Linked DNA regions of Mus musculus: all the other regions are linked to region 2. A link is a contact called in public HiChIP or PLAC-seq data. All regions are on one chromosome and are shown on one strand. Each heading gives the region's core, a stretch centred on a gene start, on an enhancer-like site or on the middle of the called end of the contact. The rest is flanking DNA. Distances are from core to core; before and after follow the strand shown.

The links. HiChIP or PLAC-seq counts read pairs in DNA pulled down with a chosen protein or histone mark.
Region 1: an H3K4me3 HiChIP or PLAC-seq map of craniofacial prominence shows a contact between it and region 2, with 5 times the contacts expected there. The contact joins the promoter of Ttll6 here to the promoter of 4833417C18Rik in region 2. A contact is called at or near these places in 3 of 39 promoter capture datasets (cranial neural crest, stem cell-derived epiblast-like cells and trophoblast stem cells), 19 of 115 datasets of contacts at active chromatin or transcription factors (the NIH/3T3 cell line, bone marrow-derived macrophages, craniofacial prominence and 14 more) and 2 of 9 other capture datasets (adipose tissue and pancreatic islet).
Region 3: a contact with region 2 is called in an H3K4me3 HiChIP or PLAC-seq map of embryonic limb bud, with 3 times the contacts expected there. The contact joins the promoter of Hoxb13 here to the promoter of 4833417C18Rik in region 2. A contact is called at or near these places in 2 of 39 promoter capture datasets (cranial neural crest and trophoblast stem cells), 1 of 484 Hi-C or Micro-C datasets (the G1E-ER4 cell line), 5 of 115 datasets of contacts at active chromatin or transcription factors (embryonic basal ganglia, embryonic hindbrain, embryonic limb bud and 2 more) and 1 of 9 other capture datasets (adipose tissue).

Annotation. Positions count from the first base shown.
Region 1 is chr11:96,132,105-96,135,144 of GRCm38.p6, reverse strand. It overlaps Ttll6 (tubulin tyrosine ligase-like family, member 6), which reads right to left and starts at 1,359. Exons shown (of 15, transcript NM_172799.4): 1 at 1,184-1,359; 2 at 237-274. The coding sequence starts at 1,359.
Region 2 is chr11:95,857,076-95,860,182 of GRCm38.p6, reverse strand. 4833417C18Rik (RIKEN cDNA 4833417C18 gene) reads right to left here and starts at 1,366. Exons shown (of 2, transcript NR_045187.1): 1 at 1,101-1,366; 2 at 1-189. Gm38959 (a long non-coding RNA gene) reads left to right here and starts at 1,732. Exons shown (of 3, transcript XR_880173.3): 1 at 1,732-2,478. It overlaps n-TQttg6 (a tRNA gene), which reads left to right and starts at 940; the gene lies at 940-1,011.
Region 3 is chr11:96,192,707-96,196,000 of GRCm38.p6, reverse strand. It overlaps Hoxb13 (homeobox B13), which reads right to left and starts at 1,685. Exons shown (of 2, transcript NM_008267.4): 1 at 955-1,685; 2 at 1-28. The coding sequence starts at 1,558.

The sequences.
Region 1 (3,040 bases), core at 110-2,609, 270 kb before region 2:
GGTGGGCAGCATTTGACATAGTTGAGTCTTGAGCTAGCCTGAGCTACACAGTGAAGCCCTGTCAACAAACATGTACGTAAATACGCAAGACTATGGGCTGTGCACAATGCCCCTGTGATTTTCAGGAGACTTCCAAGCATTCTGAGACCCTGTTTATCACCCTCGGGCATGCCCAGGACTGGCCCCTTCCCCACCCTTCAGTCTCCATCACAGACCCCTTGAACAGAGATACTTACCGCTGTCATACCGGCAGTTAGATAGATTGATCACCAATCATCTGGAAAAGAGAAAAGGGCAGACAGCAAGACACAGACAGATACCCAGGCCAGAACACAGGGCTGGGGCCAGACACATGTGTCCCAGTGGCCACACCAAGCCATGCACCTCACAGTTCCGTTACTCCATGTGTTACAATTGCCTTTGCTTGCGATTTTGTGTTAACACCATTGCCTCAACCCCCTTTTTAATTTTGTCAGTGATGGGACTTGAACCCAGGGCCTCCTGCCTGAAAGTGAGGCACTAGACACTAGGCTACACTCCCAGTGGTCCCTGTACTTTTACACCATCAGCCCATTGGGGACAGAAATTTTATTTTATTTATTTATTTTGGGGTTTGTTTGCTTGTTTGAGAAATTTTAAAAGGCACATATTTTTTACTAAAATATTGTCTCCCCCTTTCCACTAAGGGAAGCCATTTAGAAGATAGACAATACTCTCTTACAAGGCAAAGCAGAGTATTAACCCAGAAACGGAATGCGCAAGCTGCAGCTGCCAGCCGCCGGGGCTGGCAAGTCACTGTGGTCCTGTTACACTGCAAGTATGTGAAATTCCCAGGACACACGGGAGCTTGCGCTTAGGAAGGGAAATTTTTTCCTTGCTCCTTCAGCAAGGAGCTCCCTCTCCACCCAGTCTTTAAAAGGCATTGCAAACACAAATAGAAGGAAAAGTACAAGGTGTGATTCGAGGTTATGCACACTATTATGGGATGCCATAAAACAGAACACTGAAATTGGTGTGAGCCAGAGGAGACAAGCCCTGTGTCCCCTTTTCCTCTCATCAGCCAAGACCTTCTTCCCTTGGGCCCTTCCTGCTCTTATCAACACCGACACCACACACACACACACACACACACACACACACACACACACACACGCCCCGAAACTCCTCGTTTTTCAATACTAACCTTTTTTTCTTCCTCTTTTTCTTACCATGCTGCTGTGCGTTCTGGAGCCTCTTTTGTGTGTTCTCTCTCACAAAAGCCAGGGTGACAAATTCTTTTAGCTCCTCCAGATCTTCTGTGGAACTCTCCTCCCTCTCTTCAGCCCCTTCCTCACTTTCCGAAGTCAGGCACTGTAGCATCTTCCTAGCCCTGGAGGAGGCTCTGGGGAAACATCAGTCCTCCCTGGAGAGAAGGCAGAGCGATCAGCAGTTGTGTGGGTCCACCTGAAGGGGGCGCTCCTCCCTTGCTCATGTCCGTTCCCAAACAACTGGTTGTAGTTTATAAAAAATGCTCCCCGCTCCAAATGCGCGCTTGGTGCACGCTCAGGGAGAGAGCTAGTTCCACCTTTGGCAAAGACTCTGACCTTGGGGACTCACCTAGCCAACCCTAGCTTTGGTTTTGGCCATCTGGGGTTTTCTGAAAGAGGCCGAGCTGCTGCTATGCGCTGTACCACCTGGTAAACAATCTTATTATTAAAGTCAGAGTGCGCCTGGAGACAGCCTCAGAACTCAGCTTCAAGCCTTTCTATCTGAGGGACTGAGTCCCGAGGGGGCAGTGGAGGTGGGCTGAGTTCTGTTAACCCTTACAGTGCTGCATTCGACTTCCCACAAGGCAAGATGCAGGCACGAATAAGATGCACAGGCGGCTGTGAATCAACAGATGTCCGTTCCCAACAATACTGAGAATGGAACTAAGAGCTTCTGGAAAACTAGTACTCTTAACTGCTGAGATCTCTCTCTCTCTCTCTCTCTCATTCTCTCTCTCTCTCTCTCTCTCTCTCTCTTTCTCTCTCTCTCTCTCTCTGTCACACCACACACACACACACACACACACACACACACACACACACAGCGTTCTGCCTTCACAGTTCTTTAGGAGTACAGTCTCTGCCTCTGCCTCTGCCTCTCTGCCTCTGCCTCTTCCTCTCTGCCTCTGCCTCTCTGCCTCTGCCTCTGCCTCTGCCTCTGCCTCTCTGCCTCTCTGCCTCTGCCTCTGCCCCATCTGCCTCTGCCTCTCTGCCTCTGCCTCTGCCTCTGCCTCTGCCTCTGCCTCTGCCTCAGCCTCTGCCTCTGCCTCTGCCTAACCCAGATTTTCCTGGCCCCGTTCAGATCACAGCCCTCACACCAAGGCTCATATGGCCATAAGGCCCATTTCACAAGGCTCCCACCTCCTCCCTTCTCCTCCCCACCAACCTCCACGCCTTTAATGCCCACACTCCAGCCTCTCTCTCCTTTAGTGCCCACAGGCCTCTCTCCTTTAGTGCCCACATGCCAGCCTCTCTCTCTCCTTTAGTGTCCACAGGCCTTTTGCCATCTACTTGCCTGCCCTGCTCATACACATCCTTTGGATCAAAGCTTTTAAAAATGAATATCTTTATCTTTCAGTTTATTGCTGAAATCATGTTAAATAAAGGAGGCCTTAAAGCTGGGAGGGCAGACATCACCTGTGGCTCACCTACTCTACCAAAGCATCTTTGCCTTGGCTGTGAATTCTTAAATTCTAATTGTAATTATTCTGACATCATTTTAACCATCTTGGCACCTTCTTTCTGCCCACATAATATATCATAAAGGCGCGTTTGCATGTCCCTAGGTATATTTTTGTTCTCTCTGTCTGTGTGTGTGTGTGTGTGTGTGTGTGTGTGTTAGCGGACAACAAACCTGTGGGGGTTGGTTCCCCTATTATGTGGGTTCTGGGATCAACCTCAGGTAGGTAGTCAGGCTTGTTGTGAAACACACTTACCTACTGAGCCACATCAATGGCCAGCTGGTTCCTGGTTTTTAATGGCTAGGAAACATTCCATAGAACCAACCCTTGCCT
Region 2 (3,107 bases), core at 117-2,616:
GCACACAGGTTATTTCTTAAACTCTTGTAGAGGACTTATACAATAGCCATCATTATGGGGCCAAGCCTCACTATATTATAATAAACAATACATAGTCCAGAGCATCCTTGAAGCAGCCTCGAGGCACAGATGGATGTCCACTAGGGTAATGCTCCGAAGGTGAACTGCTGAGTCAAAGTGTTGACTGACCTGCAGAAACACATTTAGGGAAAATGAAAGACTAGACAGTGCAGAAGTGGGGATTTTGTTGTTGTTTTGCGGGATATGTGTGTGTGTGCGCGTGGTGTGTTGAATGGTGGGTGTCTGTTGTTAAAATTCTGACTGGGTTTTTCTAAGGATCGGCACACTAGAAGTTTCGGTAGTCCGGCCTTTTGAAGCGCGGGGGGAAGTGCTGAATTGGAAGCGCCAATCTCCCTACAGATAATTTGCATAGCGCGGAGCAGGGGCTGCGGCATCCACGTGCGGCGCACTCTCCAGCATCCCCGTCTGTACCCCAGGTTTCGTCCGGGGTTTGAACGGCTGTGCCACCACGTGCCAGTCCGCGTCCTTCCCCGCTGGGCCAAAGCGTCCTAGCCACAGCCCTCCTGATATAAACGCAGAAAACAAGTAGAAAGCCCAGGCTGCGTGCGCCGAACCTCCTGCCCGGAGTCCGGGACCGGAGCCGGCTTTCTCCGGACTTGGTCCGATCGGACGACCAGCCGCCCTCGAGACTTGGGGTCAAGAGCCGGGACCCTTGGAGGATCACCGGAAGAGGTGACAGACACCTCGGGGCCCATGAACGTTTGGAATTCGTAAGGACATGAGAATCTCGGTGGTTCCGTGTCTGCCCGCCATCGCGGCCACCGGCCACGGGCCCAAGCCAAGTGTAGCGAAGCTTAGAAAAGGTTGCCCAACGTCATGTGGCTTGAGAAGGCTGCCGGGCGCCTTAAGCCGCCAGCAGGTCCCATGGTGTAATGGTTAGCACTCTGGACTTTGAATCCAGCGATCCGAGTTCAAATCTCGGTGGGACCTCACTGAACCTTTTTTTGGCCTTAGAATCCCTGTTTTGGGGCCTGCAGGAAGTAGCAACCAACCCGAGCCTCCGCAGGGAATGCACTGACCTGTAGAATGGACGTTCAGCTTCCCTCCCTGTGTCTCAACACGATTACATTTCAGGAACAGCCTGGGCTGGGAGGCACTGCGCACGCGCGCCGAGTCGGGCGGAAAAATAAACGAGTTGATGGAAGACTGAACATAACTTTACCCAGGAGGGAAAACGAAAGAACCCGAAGGATCCCGAGGCTTTCCTGTCTGAGTACCGCTGCACACACCGCGCCTCGGAGTCCCCGCCCCCTACCCTCTGATTGGCTGCTGTGCAGAACGCGCGGTAGGATTGCTTTGTGAGCCGCGAATGAAGTGGCCGGACGGGGCCGGGGGGCGGGTAAGTGGTGCCAGGGGACCTCTGATTGGGTACAAGAGAGCGATTCCCCGAGGCTTGTGCGTTTAGGGGTCATAAACCCGTGTTTTGGTTCTGCATTGCTCACCCAGCGAGGTTGTGTTTCAATTAGACAACAGTCACTTAGTCAGGCTGGCAGGCGATCAGTACAGTTTCTCACCGTCCATGAGGTGTTTCTCCGAGAGAAGGGCAGGAATCGCTAAGGATTTCTTTAGCTGCATCGCGCCGCGGGTGGAAAATATGTACAGGGAGTATTGTATCTTCTTTGGATTAAGATCTGGGATTTGTGTTCGTCCCTGTGGGATAAATGACGAGGGAGCCTGCTGACGCATTATGGTCTCCCTACAGAGTGATTGGCACGGTGGCTATAGGTTCTCACCCTTGGGAGGATGCCATGGAAACCAAAAGGAGCCTCTCCCGACTCTCCGATTAATTCTCTAAGCATGCCTCTTGCAGACACAACCCACGCACTCTTTAAAACATCTGAATGGATCAGTTTGAATGAACCATCGCAACCTCAAAAAGATCAAGACGTGAGAGGAGGCACACTTGCGCTACCAGAAAATAAAGATGCTTGTTAACTGTACATTAAAGAAATTAAGATAATGTCTGGATGGATAAACATACCGATGGAACAGAATAGGGAAGCAAGATGCAGCCTCACCTTTATGCATAGTTTATAATAACAAAGGTGTCACAAATTTAAATAATAATAAAAGGTAGCACAACAGAGTTAGGGGAAAGGACCTACTTGACATCCTGCTGTGTGCTTGCTTATAGGGAAAGAATATGAAATCGGATTCTTGTTAACACTAAACACAGCAGAAAGTCCCAAGAGAATTGTTGACCTGAAAGTGACAGAAGCGGTGAGCTTGGCTGACGACATAGGGGAATGCCTACACCTCAGTTTAAACAAAGCCCGAATAAAACGCACAGACGAGGACTGTGCTACTCCAAGTACCATCAGAAGAGTGAAAATATCTGGGCCTGTTGCTCAATGGTGAACTGCAAGGCACTCAGGGCCTGGCATACTAAGAGAAAAGGTAAGCCACAGACTAGGGATATGCATGTGTAATGCATAAATAGCAAATAAATCTAAATAAATTCTCAAAGCCTGTAAGAAAACTGCCTGCCGAAAAATAGCAAAACCTGTGCTAGGGGCATAGCTCAGCAGGTAAAGAGCTTGCATGCAACCATGCTGGACCTGAGCTCCATCCACAGAACTCATGTCAGAGCTGGGCATGCTGGGGATTGTAGTCCTAATGCTGGGGAAGTGAAGGCAGAAGGGTCATTGGCCAGCCAATGAGAGAACCTGTCTTTAGAAAGAAAGAAAACACCTCACATTGACCCTGGCTTCCACATTCATACCAACATATGCACGCCTTTAATCCCAGCACTTGGAAGGCAGAGGCAGGCGGATTTCTGAGTTCGAGGCCAGCTTGGTCTACAGAGTGAGTTCCAAGACAGCTAGGGCTACACAGAGAAACCCTGTCTCGAAAAACCAAAAAAAAAAAAAAAAAAAAAAAAAGAGGAAAATAGCCTCAGACTTGAAAATAAGCTCACTATGTAGGATATCACTAAAGAGCTAAATCGGACAGGTCACACCCACCCGATGACAATGCTAAGTGTCTCCAAGAACATGGGATAAGGTGGGCAGGCAGGAGCATAGGTT
Region 3 (3,294 bases), core at 436-2,935, 340 kb before region 2:
TCGGGAGGAGGGTGCTGGACACTGGGCTCTGTGTGGTGGAAAAAGAGAGGGAAGAAAAGGCATCTTAGTCCCCTCTCTAGCGCAAGATCAAGCGCAGACCCAGGCCCTGCACGCCTCAGGGCTACGTCATCCTGCAGGCGCTTCCTGATCATCCTATGTGTGGGCCCGGCTCCCTCAAAGCACACAGCCCTAGATTCTGCCTGATTCTCTGATAGCCACTCACTCAGCCTCTGCTCCTACTGGCCACCCCCACCATCACTGACCTCACACCAGGAGTCTGCAAACACACCCACCCTGTCAGGTTTTTGTCCACAATCACACAATCCACTTTCACATGCGTGTTCGGATTCAGCCACTCCTCCAAACTGGCAAATTATGTACATGAGAAAACAGGGTTCTGTTCCCTACCCAACACACACATACACACACAAACACCATGCACACACACTTACACGCACACTCACGAACACACCCTTCAATACACCCTCAGTCAAAGAAAACCTAAATTTTCCTTTCGAAATTGACCTAAAAAAAGGAAAGGGTTATATTCTCGAGGAAACACCCAATATCTCCGATCCCACCTCTCAATGCCACTCTCGAGACCACTGGATTATGTCATTTGGCCTTTGGGCAGAATTAGTCTGGGATTGTGCTGGGTAGGGACTCTTTGCCCCCAATCAACAGCAGAGATCCAAGGTTCTCCCGACATATTCAAAGACTGGTCCTAGAGCCTCCTGGAGAAGTCAGGAAGGCTAGCACCCTGCTGAGGCCCCTTATTCTGACCCTCTGAGGCCCTCTTGTTGCCTGGACCCTCCCTCACAGTCCTAGTAAATAACCCAGGAACCCTAGGCCCCTCCTCATCAGCCCGAAGTTTCCCTTCCTCTCCTCTTCCTCCTTCCCAGCAAGTGCCAGCGTAGCCCATGCTGAGCCAAGGGGAGCCAGAGTAGAACTTACCTGCAAACGCTGCTTTCCAGAATGGACCTGGTGGGTTCTGTTCACCTTGGCAACACATCTGGCTGTTCCAGCCACCGGCCAGGGCCCAGGGCTGGTAACTGTCCACGGGAAGCAGAGAATCGTGGCGAGGCTCTCCGGGGGCTCCCAGGGTCTGCACCACAGACACATCCAGGTAACTGGCCATAGGCTGGTATGGTCCCGGGTAGCCCGGATAGAAGGCAAACTCGGTGGGACGGCTGGGATACTCCTCCCCAGGTGCAGGAGTTTCCGAAGGGTAGGTAGCCAGGGCGGCCGTCTGGGCACAGGGTTTCAGGGAGCTCCTGGATACTCGGCAAGAGTAGTACCCGCCTCCAAAGTAGCCATAAGGCACAGGAGCTGGAGATGCCCCCTGAGGCACCCCAGGACAAGGGTGGCACTGCTTTGGTGGCTCTGCAGAGCCTGGCAGATCCAGGGGGGCATAGTTGACAGTTGGCATCAGCGTTGGAGCCGCGGGATGGCTAGCCAGTGGGGAGGAGTGGGAGACTAGATTCCGACCCCCTCCAGCTCCCAGCAAGCCTTCGATATCCTTGGCCCCGTCCAAGGTGGCATAATTGCCGGGCTCCATGGAGCCAATGATCGGCTCATGGGGAGCCGAGGGTGAGGGTTCTAGGGGGCAGCAAGCTGTCTCTCCCCACCCAGGCCCAGGGAATCCTAAGCGTTTTAAATCGCTCCCAGCTCGAACGGCGCCTGCATTCGCCTGGCTGGGCCGTCTTGACGCAAGAGACGCAAGAGCCCGGGCATGAGCGCTGATTGGCTGTGGCCTGGGGGAGAGAGGCTCATAAAATCCTCCCGCAGAAATTGCAGGGGGAGAAGGGACGGGGAGCCCGGCTCCGCCTCCTCTCTTCCCTTCTCTTCCTCTCCGCCTGTCTCTTTTTCTTTTTGTATGTGTGTCTCTGTCTTTATCTGTATGTGTTCTGTGTCTCTGTCTCTATATGTGTCTCTGCTTCTGCCTGCTGTCTCGGGTCTCTGCCTGCGCTCTCTCTCTCTCTCTCTCTCTCTCTCTCTCTTCCTGGCTCCCAGTCTTCTGCGCTTTGGCAGGTTTAACGAGAGAATAAAAAGCTCTCCCAATAAAGTGTCCATCTCCTGGGGATGAGGGGAGTCGGGGGAAGGGCTGGGAGGCCACTTCGGGCTGCCTCAAAGGAGAACCCGGGAATGCTTCTGAGATGGGAATGAGAACTGTAGGCGTCAGGGAGCTCTGTGCTTGGAGGCTGGGTACTAGCCACCGTAGCTCATTGTAGATATCCTTTCTGTCCCTAATACACTGCGCCCAGGCAAGTGCCTTCCAGGTCTGTCCCCCAAGGACCCTGCCTAGTCACAACACTGAAAGCCCGGAGGCCCCAATGGGGATGAGGCGGAGCCAAGGGGCGGGGGACACGAAGGAACGTTGAAAACGTGCAGTGCTTGGCTCAGGGAACGCAGTGTCCGGATCTGAAGGGGAAATAGAGCCAATGTCTGGGAAGGGGGTCTGGATTTCCGTTTAAGGGTGGAGAAAGAGACCAAGAGACACAGGCGTACAGGGGCTTTACTTGAAGGAATAGACTCGGTGTGGAAAAGGAAGGCTGGCGGGGGGGGGGGGGGTAGGCAGAGAGGGAGGAGAAAGGAAGAGAGGAAAAAAGGGAGAGGGAGAGAGGGAGAGGTTGAAACATCACAAATGGGAAGGGGGGGTCAAGATTGTATCCCTTTTTCTGGAATCTGCAGTCTGGGGGAGCCAAGGCTGGTTTCGTGGCCATCCCCACCTGTGGGGATCCTGGGTCCCAAGATTGCAGGAGCTTGGTCTGTGTGGGGGCCTTTCTGCTCTTTGGTGCCGCTCTCTAGGCCGGAAAGTCCAGGAACCGAACCCTGGCCCCAGCACACTTCCACAGGACTGAGGGACTAGAAAGCTCAGGACCCCCTAGCTGCCTCTTTAAATTTCCTTGGAAGTTAAAGAGGAGGAGAGAGAGAGTGAACTACCCCAACTGCTAGAATTGTCCGAGGCCCTCTGTTGGGGCCTATTGTGCTGTAGATTCAAATGGCTTGTTTCACAAATCTGCCCTTAAAGTTGGTTTGTTTTTTGTTTTTTGTTTCTTTCCTGTATCACTTTCACATGAAATCCCTTTGTGTCTTCTAGTTTTCTCTCAGGTTTCCCCTCACCCCGGCAGAAAATTTGAACTTTTCTATTCTACATCAAGAGTTTGTTTGTAATAAAGAATCGAACCCCTTGAGCTGAGTCCGGCTCAGCCAAAGCCTAAACTTGAACTTGAGTCACTTTGTGGGAAAGGGCCTATGAAAGCCAGAATGGAGGCCTGTAGTATACTGTGTATC